Regions from separate parts of the Zea mays genome. Here region 1 is linked to region 2. A link is a contact called in public Hi-C data. All regions are on one chromosome and are shown on one strand. Each heading gives the region's core, a stretch centred on a gene start, on an enhancer-like site or on the middle of the called end of the contact. The rest is flanking DNA. Distances are from core to core; before and after follow the strand shown. Region 1 holds the start of LOC677667. Region 2 has its middle 37 kb from the start of LOC100276089.

Evidence for each region. A called contact is a pair of places that touch in the nucleus more often than the background predicts.
Region 1: a contact with region 2 is called in a Hi-C map of bundle sheath, with 5 times the contacts expected there. The contact joins the promoter of LOC677667 here to the enhancer-like site in region 2. A contact is called at or near these places in 20 of 25 Hi-C or Micro-C datasets (bundle sheath, ear, endosperm and 5 more) and 1 of 3 datasets of contacts at active chromatin or transcription factors (leaf).

Annotation. Positions count from the first base shown.
Region 1 is chr7:175,969,060-175,974,002 of Zm-B73-REFERENCE-NAM-5.0, forward strand. It overlaps LOC677667, which reads left to right and starts at 2,605. Exons shown (of 10, transcript NM_001112344.2): 1 at 2,605-3,029; 2 at 3,205-3,345; 3 at 3,514-3,585; 4 at 3,769-3,867; 5 at 4,007-4,060; 6 at 4,191-4,292; 7 at 4,388-4,535; 8 at 4,656-4,726. The coding sequence starts at 2,796.
Region 2 is chr7:175,876,667-175,881,876 of Zm-B73-REFERENCE-NAM-5.0, forward strand. No RefSeq gene overlaps it. Among protein-coding and RNA genes, the nearest start is that of LOC100276089, 37 kb to the left of the region's middle. Within about 2 kb of position 3,620, at least 18 of the 20 cell types and tissues checked have an H3K27ac peak or open chromatin away from gene starts, as enhancers often do. A contact at or near this core is called in bundle sheath, ear, endosperm and 4 more, where this site is marked.

The sequences.
Region 1 (4,943 bases), core at 1,355-3,854, 91 kb after region 2:
AGCAGAAAACTGATTTTTACGTTGCGTAAATACCTACCGTGTAGCATAGTTAGTAGCAATATATTTCATAAAATATTTCTAATGAGCTTAGCTACATGATTGTTATAGAGATTCTATATTTATAGATGGAATTAGGGATGAAAACGGTTTTAGAATTTTTCGGTATTTCGGAAACCGTTTTCGAAATTTTTCGATCGGATTCACCGGTAACGGTATTTTTCGAAAACGGAATCGGTTTTCGGAATTTTTCTATCGGAATCAGTATCGGAATCGGTGTGGTGTTTTACCGACTGTTTCCTTCGGTTACCGGTTTTTGTCGGAAATTACCGGATTTGTCTCGGAATTTTCCGAAATTGTGTCTCGGAATTTTTTGGAATTATGTCTCAGAATTTTCCAGCATGTGATTTTTCGCATTGCCTGTATGTCTCTAGATAATGATTACTTATTTTTGTATTTTTGGACGCCTTAAGATTTTTTTGGGATAGATGGTGTTGGAAGGTAGTTGGGATTAACGATTTAGTCTCTCGAATGAATCCACCCTTTTCTATGTACATGTTATGTATTAGTAATATATAATGATAGAGAGCCGACAAATTGTCTTTTCCACACACTAGGTTTTAGGGTTTTTCTGTAAGGTTATGAAAAACTGTTTATGTGAGGAAAAATATTTCGTAAGTAAGCATGTCATGTCAGCTAGTTCGAGTGAATATTGTGAATTGTGAACTTTGAGTACGTGAACTTGTGATCTTTATGAACTTGTTATACTGTAAACTTGTTATATTGTGAACTTGTGATCTTTGTAAACTTTTATATTATAAATTTGTGATCCTTGTGAACTTGTTATATAATGAATTGTGAACTTGTGGTCTTTATGATATTTTGTCAACTTTGTTGTATTGTGAAGTTTGATATGTTTACCGATCGGATTTTAGATTTCGACCGTTACCGGTGTATTTTCCACACCAAACTTTCGTTTCCGATGTTTCCGAAATTTCGATATTGTTTCCGTTTCCGGAGTTACCATTTTCAATTTTGTTTCCGATAAAAAAAATATAAAAACGGTAATGGTTTTAGTGTTTACCGACCGTTTTCGGCCGTTTTCATCCCTAGATGGAATAAAGCATTTAAATCAGTTTTTTTTGTTTTTATGTATGCAACAGTTAACGAATACGCTTCCTAATTTCTCGCACATACAAATGTAAACAAAATGCACGTAGGCAAGGGATGAGGCTATCCGCAACCGTTACCCCTAAATTTTTCCCCCTATATCACTTTTTCCCCCTATTTTCCCCCCTATTTTTTCATCTCCCGCAGCGGTTCCCCCTAAATACTCCCCCTATACCCCACTACCACTATAAAATATCATTTTCTATATCAACTATCAATTTTTTATCTACTAACAATTACTCGTGGACCCACAACACAGTGTTTAGGGTGATGAACAGTAACACGCTATATCTGGGGGAGAGAGAAGGGGACCGACACGTAGGGGCGCTGTAGGGGGCACCGCTGTGGCCATAGGGTGCCCCCTACGCACCGCATGCAAGGGGAGGGGGATCGCTAGGGTGTACCGCTGCGCACAGCCTGAGATGCATGCGGGAGAGGGGTCTAGTGGCCAGGCTGGTCCGATGTTACAGGAGTGGCTGACCGGAGCTTCATGTATTCTAGTGGAATATATATATATATATATATATATATATATATATATATATATATATATATATATATATATATATATATATATATATATATATATATATATATATATATATATATATATATCTACGAACAATGTTGATATAACTCACTAAAGTATTTTTTAGTTAATTTTACCACTCTACTTCTTTGAGTTTATTAAATTTACCTCTTGACAAAATTATTTATCATTTTAAATTTTTATGTGCAAACTAAGTTTTCAGTTTAAATTTTGTTGGTTAGTAGCTAATAGCATAATTTAACATAGAAAAACATATTATGATTTTTAATAGTTATTTTGATAGGTTTGGTATCAGATAAGACAATAACTTTAGGGTTTTTTAAACTGGTGCCCTTAGTTTTGGTGGTGTGCTCACCTATATCCTTAGTCGTGTTTTTTTTCAGCTATGTCATTCCAGTGCTATACAAATGATATAAAAATAAATGTAATAATAAAATATTCTAACATATTTTTAATGTTCTTAATAATAGTGGAAAATACAAACTTGAAATCAAACTTGTACGTGAAGAAGAAACGAAAAAAATCTGCTTCCAATGAAAAAAAATCATAATTCGCCACTATCTTATACATTCGGAGGCCGGTACAATTGAGAGAAAAAAATATATCGCACTAGTGCATCGCATTCAACGTCGCAATCTTGCTAGTACGTATTATATTTATTTTGGATATGAAAGACGATCGCACTCAGGAGGCCTGAAGTTACATAGCAAATACAGTCGGTACGAATTATCGTTTGTCGATCAATGCAAAGACAAGATGCAATGCATGCCACCGCTGCCTGCCCCTGCCACTGTTACAAAACCGGTGTCGCGTCCACCCAACCAAGACACCCGGCCGGCCACAACTATATAGAGCCCCTCCCCTCCGCAGTCCGCACTGCCCGGAACCAAGCAACCAACGCATTCAGGCCCCTCGCGCGTGTTCTGTCTCTCCGATCCAGCCAGCCAGCCAGCCATCCATTCATCCGTGTGGTGTGGTCGTCGCCTCTCTCCTCCTTTCCTTCTCCGATCCGCCTCCAGCGTGCAGCGTCCACGTCCTGATTGTTCAGTGGTTTCTCGATCGAGACCGCGCGCGCGCAATGACGAAGCGCACCGCCTTCGCCGCGGACGACGCGATCATCGCCGCCGCCGCCGCCGTCACGTCGCAGCCCGGCCGGCGGTTCACGTCGTACCCGCCGGCGAGGGCGCGCGGCGGATGCAGGCTGGCCCCGGCGGTGGCGGCGGCGGCGCGCCAGGCCACGGACGACCCCGGCGCCGCTGGGTCCTGGCCAGAACTAGTCGTGCCGCGGCACGCCGACTTCGACGACTGGATGGTACGTAAATACGTGCCCGGCCGCCGTCGTTCGCGTGCCATTCGACCATATACGCCTCGCTTGTTGTGTCTACGTTGTGTTTGTGTTGTGCCGATGCTCGTCAATCGTCGTCGTCGCTGACATGACCTGACATGACCTGACCGCCGCGCTGCCCACCCGTACCGTACGCGCACAGGAGAAGCACCCGTCGGCATTGGCCGCGTTCGAGTCGGTGCTGGCCGCCGCCAAAGGCAAGAAGATCGTCATGTTCCTCGACTACGACGGCACCCTGTCGCCGATCGTCAGGGACCCCGACAGCGCCGTCATGTCCGAGGAGGTCAGGCAATAATACCTATCATTTTCTGTTTCCTATGTGGATGAAGGCGCGGAGTGGCGGAGCAGCAGGGCATGGTGTGCGGCTCCGGCGAACGCACGCCATGCATGCACGGGCCTAGACTAGCTAGCTGCTTGCCTGACGCTTTTTTTTTTCTGTGGCACGCCGCAGATGCGGGACGCGGTGAGAGGCGTGGCCGAGCACTTCCCGACGGCGATCGTGAGCGGGAGGTGTAGAGACAAGGTACCTTTTCTTCCTCCATCTCTCTCTCTCTCTCTCTTCTCTCTACAGTTTTACATCGGTCTTTGCTGGGGAGTGGGGCCTCGCAATCTTTGTGAAATGTGCTTTTCCGTTGTGGCTTTTCAGTTATTCATCAGTGCTGTGCTGAATGCTGATGGGTCTGTTCTACTCTGGTGCGATATCTAGGTGTTCAACTTCGTGAAGCTGGCGGAGCTGTACTACGCCGGGAGCCACGGCATGGACATCAAGGGCCCCACAGCACAGTCCAAGCACACCAAGGCAAAGGTCAGCAGCTACCCTTGTCTGTCTTTCCACCAGGCCTGTACAGGCTTGAGATATATACTGACAGTCGTTTCTTACAGAATTTGGCTTCTTTTTGTATTCCATATAAACTTAATCTACTTTCGTTGACTTGGAAATGCAGGCCGGAGCCGTTCTATGCCAACCTGCGAGGGCGTTCCTGCCGGTCATTGAGGAGGTAATTTAATTTAGTTGAAGTTTCTCCTGACATGTTTACCTGCGAGGGCGTGCTACAAGCAAGCAACACACAGGCGTCTAGCTAGTTCGCCAGCATGACTCTTGCTCTGTCTGCAACTTCTTCTCTGCAGGTGTACCGCGCGCTGACGGCGAGCACGGCGCCGATCCCCGGCGCGACGGTGGAGAACAACAAGTTCTGCCTCTCCGTCCACTTCCGCTGCGTCCAGGAGGAGGTGAGGATGTGTCTACGAGCACACGCACGGAACGGAAGGGTCGTTCGCCGCCGTCTCGCGTAATAACTGACACATGCATGTAATATCCGGGGCAGAAATGGCGCGCTCTGGAGGAGCAGGTCCGGTCGGTGCTCAAGGAGTACCCGGACCTCCGCCTCACCAAGGGCAGGAAGGTCCTCGAGATCCGGCCGTCCATCAAGTGGGACAAGGGCAACGCCCTGCAGTTCTTGCTCGAGTCTCTCGGTGAGTGCTTGTGCTTGCTTCTCATCGAATCATTGGATTTTGCTGTTCACTGCCGACGACGACGTAATGACGTATAGGTGCTAATAGTTTGCCTGCCATGCATGGTTCAATTTCCTCAAGGTTTTGCTGGCAGTAACAGTGTCTTCCCGATATATATCGGAGACGATAGCACCGACGAGGACGCGTTCAAGGTAATTCCTTTTAGTAACATTTGAGTCTGACAAACAATCCATATGTTGCATATGTTGTGTTTAGACCAAGGAATTCATATGTTGTGTCAAGACCGTGAAATTAACGATATTATGAGATGTCTCTCAACAGCAATCTAAGCTAAAAAAAACCATTTTTTTTTTCATATGTAGCTTTGTTCTGACGCTACTGGGAAGGCAACTATACTGACGCTTTTGC
Region 2 (5,210 bases), core at 2,370-4,869:
TTTACAAAGATAATCACTTCTTCATCCAAAAATCGTTGCATACTTTAGGAGACATATAGACTTTGTGTCTATCTCCTAAAATTGTAGGGGGTATGTGACGCAAAATCATTCATATAATAGTAAACTAAGATATACTACGAAAATATATTATACGGTAAATATAATAATACTTATGTAATATTATAAATAATAGTGTATTTTGTAATAAAATCGTCAAAAGGAAGATTATTAGGGTTAGCACTGTAGCTAGAAGTGCACACTTCTCATGATGGAGGGAGAAATATGCAGCCAAATAGTTTCGGATATTTGACTTAAGACACCCCCAAAGTATCGTTTATTTAATATTGGAGGGAGTAACTATTTATTACTATTTGGCTGAGCATCTTTGTTGGCAATATTACACGCTATCTCCACCAATATAGGAACTATTATATATAAGCCGTATGTTAGGCTAATAACCAATATTTCACATGGCACAAGGTGAATCTATGGTTTAATTAAACATATGGGTTTGGGTACCTATAAAGCCTTATATTCATGAACAAACAAAAATCCAAGGAAGCCCTTTTATATACATGTATGCATGCATAGAGGAAAGTAAAGGGGAGGATATATATCACTCCTTTTTATAGGGCCTAGATTCTTGCAGATGATGAGATGAACCACAGCAATTTGAGCGGGGTAGTGTGCGTGCTTAGATAAGAAGCACTAGAGAAGAAGCTGAATTTAATTAGAAACTAATACGGACTTGTCGATCACTCCGAAGAGAGCAATCTATTTTCCGTGTTACTTCTACTGGGAAGATCCTAATGAGATCTCAGAGTGAGTGATGAATCAGCGGAAATTACGACAGGGAGTGCATGTGTTAGTGTGTACACCTTTCAATCCACTGACAAGTAGCATTAGCTGACAAATGGAGCTGAGGTCTCAGCAGCACTGACGTTAGTGATCGACTTTACAGTACAGTTATTATCTATCGACCCGCATCATATATTGTTTGTTTTTATATATATCCAGTGAGATATTCTTCTAAACCGCCCGTCCGGTTAATCGTCCCTCTTGATTTCTTGCACGGAATCCATTAATAAATCCTGTACAGATTTTAGGCCTGCACGTACAACGTACCATGCCTGGAAGCGTTTAAACTACGCAGTACGCACGTTCTTGATCGAGCTCTCGAAACAAACCTATATATCTGTTTGAATATTTGTTCCAGCATTCTGGGCGTTCAGTTTTCTCAGGCTGGGGTGGTACAAAACAAACACGTACGCGCGAGCGAGCACGAGTCTGTAGCTCTCAAGCATACATTCATATACATGCATGACATGTATGAATGGTGAAGATTAAAGTATTAAACCCTAGCTAGACCAAGAACAGTATTTTTCGTTTATTTATATATGAACGTAAACTTGACAAAGGTGATGTTAATGTGTGTCAATTCATTCGCATAGTTAGTTTGTCATAACGCAGCGATAAACGTATGTTAAGCTAGCTGTTACCGTCCCATCATGATGAGTGGAGGAAAAGAACAATTTTGATTTCTGAATCATCTCCTTGTGTGCATAATTGCCTTCGTACAATTAGAATAAAACTTTTGACTGGACTACATATGCCGCGGGAATAAAAAAACAGAAACGTTTAACATTCGCATGCATGCACAAACACTACAGTATGCTCCACTGTCCAGGTTAGCGTTTGCACAAGCTCATCTACATTCCATGTGATTGTTTAGCTGCACCGTCTCGTCCCGCGTCACCACGTGCGTTGACTTTAGCTAAGTATGTGTTTTGTTGTCTGCACGTGTGAAACGTAGACTGCATGGATAGATGCAAAATAAGTTATATTGGTTGCATCCACATGTACGCCCAAAACGAACGTACGCGGTCGGCCAGGCTCACACGAGATTGTACACGTGGGTGTGTGTACGTCCTACTTTTAACTTCGAGTCTTTGACTATATAAAAATTCCATAATCGATACATTATTTTATTACAATAGTACTAAAAGAAGCCAGTATCTTTCGCTAGCTGAGAAGATCTAGAAATAGCCACCACAATTATGAAGAAAAGAAAAAGGGGAAAGACGGGGAAAAAAACGTTGGAATTTACGATGATTAGACGACTTAGGTTAAACAAAAGAGCCTATGAGTAACACAATTGATAAACAGAAAATTTGGAACAATAAATTAAGAAAACAAACTCATACAAGTTGTGAAAAAATGTTTAAATTAAGAATCCATATAAAAATGATAAAAAGTAAAAATTAAAAATTGTAACATCGATCTAAGAATTCATGCCACAAATACGGTTTTTTAATACAGATAGGTGTTTTAGTCAGCGAATGTTGACTAACGTAAACAATACTAAAGATTTGTTTTTTTATCCGTTGCTTGATTGAATGAACTGAGACCACGTACGGCGAGGAAATTAAAGGTTATTGAGAGCTTAATTCTTTTTGACTAATATTCACATCGTCATTAGCTGTTCTCACTTGATAATATAAAATTCTACACAGGTTGTTGGTTAAAATGTCGTATTTGACTATTGGAGATTGCGTCAATAACTTATATATATCTGTGGCCAGAGAAAGTACATACGTGAAAAAGAAAAAAGCAAAGGCGCGGCACTCTTCCTTAATCAAATAGATGCTCTATCTGTCCCCCTTCTTATATATATAGTTGCACACAGATCCATTAGAGGCCTGCATGCCTACTATATTTTCGCTGTGGTTAATTTGGTCTATCTTTATCAGTTTCGTGCTAGACTGTCGACCAAATTATTTAAAGTGTGCTAGCCGCTTTATTTAAACCAGCCTCCTGAGCCGATTCAGGTCAACTGTTCAGACCTCGCTCCAACCACAACTTCCTGGCCTGATCAGTCTATCCATATTCCCTGAAAAAATGTCAAGGGAAGGGATTGGACCGGTGGTTCAACCATGTATGGGTTAGCTGCACCTAAGTATGAGTGATCATCACTTGTCGATCGGTTGTGCGCGCATGACGGGATGCTGAAACGACCTGGAACCTGCGAGCATGCTCATGCATGCATGCATGCAATGGGCTTTAGCACATGACTGCCGTAGTGGGCACAGCAAGAAGACATGGGATGGGATGAAGGGACTCGCGGCCGCAGCATGCATGGCTACCCATTTTCAGCATGTTTCATCAGCGACCTAGGATTCCGTTCCTATACGGTCTCATTCGTGAATTCTTCAGTAGTGGATCAGCAGAAAGATGTGCACGCAGACGCAGGGCAGCTTGGTTAGCTGGGGTAGGGTAGCAGAGAGACACTAGACAGCCCAGCAGCCAGCATGACTATGAGCAGCAGGAGGGTATGGTGGTTTCAGCTGCAGCAACCAAAAAGCTCACACATCCCACAGGCTTGTCTTGTCCAACGGTTCATCCGCCAAATGGCGGCAGGCCGCAGGTTGCGATCGACACGACACTTGAAAAGATGCCATTTGCAGACCAAAAAAAACACGAGATAAAGGGCTGGGTCCAGCCAATCTAAACACGGGCCAAAGAATCATCCCAGCCCGCCTGCAATCTAGTCTTTAAGCGTAAGCCCATTTCAACAAGGAAACAGTAGTACTTGCCTCGTGATGCGCTGCATTGGGCCCTTTCAGCCGCCGAGCCCACCAAAAGGAGAAAAGCGGGTCGAATGGTCGCTGGCAGGCCGGACTGGGCCACCGTGTCAATTTTGCCGGTTGCCGCTGCTAGATTGTTTATGCATAGCAAACTACTACTCCGACACACGGCGAGCTGCAGCCTGCAGACCTTGGAACTGGCAACCTGCACGAGTAGCACTGGTTCTTCTGCACCGACTTGCACGGGCACGAGAAGCGGGAAAAGCCTGCAGCCGGAAAGGCGGCGCCTTTTTCCCCATTAACAGCTAGGCAGCAGCTAGCAGTGTCTTACTAAAATAAGTAAAATTTAAAATGGTTTGATTTAGATTAAGGGGGTGTTTGAATGCACTAGAACTAATAATTAGTTGGCTAAAAATTGTTATTAAAATTAGCTAGCTAACAAATAACTACCTAACTATTAACTAATTTACCAAAAATAGCTAATAGCTGAACTATTAGCTAGGGTGTTTGGATGTCTCAACTAATTTTAGCCACTAACTATTATCTCTATTGCATTCAAACATCTCCTAAACCTAAAGGCACTTTTTTTTATTGGATGGAGGCAATGACCATATACAGTAATGTTTGAAAGCGAGAAACTGATGCATGCATGCATGATCACGAAAAGTTTAAAGTGCGCACGAGTTATTTCCATCTTTGCAGTCTACCCGGCCGCACGCCATAGCCAGAGATTAATCGTCGTCAGGCTCTGTACGAAATGCAAAGTGCTGTTTCATTTGTGTGGTTCAGTTCGTCCCCCCTAGCCTCTACAATTACTTTCAACTGCGAACCGGTCGGTACTGTACGCTGACACTAGAGTCCAAAGTGCACTTTCATGCATGCATGCAAACCAATTGTGCACGTGTGCAAAGCGTACATGCATGGAAAAGAGTACTGCGGTTTTAGCAAGCTTGGCAACATTTAAACCTTTTATTGCTACGACTGTTTCTTACGGGGAAAAAAGTCATCTTGCTGTAAATAAAGCATGCAAGCATACATATAAACGGATCGGTTTGCATAGTCCTGCGCCTGCTCAAGTTGCCAACGGGCTGTAGGATGGACGCACGAAATCGTGATGCATGCATGCCGTCGCCATTTTCAGCCGACCCAATCTCTCACTTTTACAAACGTGAGGTTGCGTGCTTCATTTCGAACCACGCATCACCAATTTATTGCAAAGGAGCTGCTGCTATTGTGCTGGCTTTTCCACCGAGACTTTTGAAATAAAGTCGCTGTTGTGCTTGGCCTATATATTTGCAGCAGATCGATTCCACTTTTTTTTACATATGGAAATATAAGCTGATTCGATCGTAGTATAATTAAGGCAGTTTGTTCTGAAACTGATCTAGCTAGCACGATGCATGGGGTGAGTGTGCATGCATGCATGCTATGATTTATAAGTGTTTGTGTCTGTGTGTACTGCGATTCATAAAAAAAAAATTCTATAAAAACACGCACAAAACTATTAATTTATTTATGTATTAATCAGGTGTAGGCATGCTTATTGAATCATATGTACGCACAGACTATTGTGGATCAATAACAATAAGGAAATAAGGAGAGGGCAACAAGTGTACTGCACTTGTG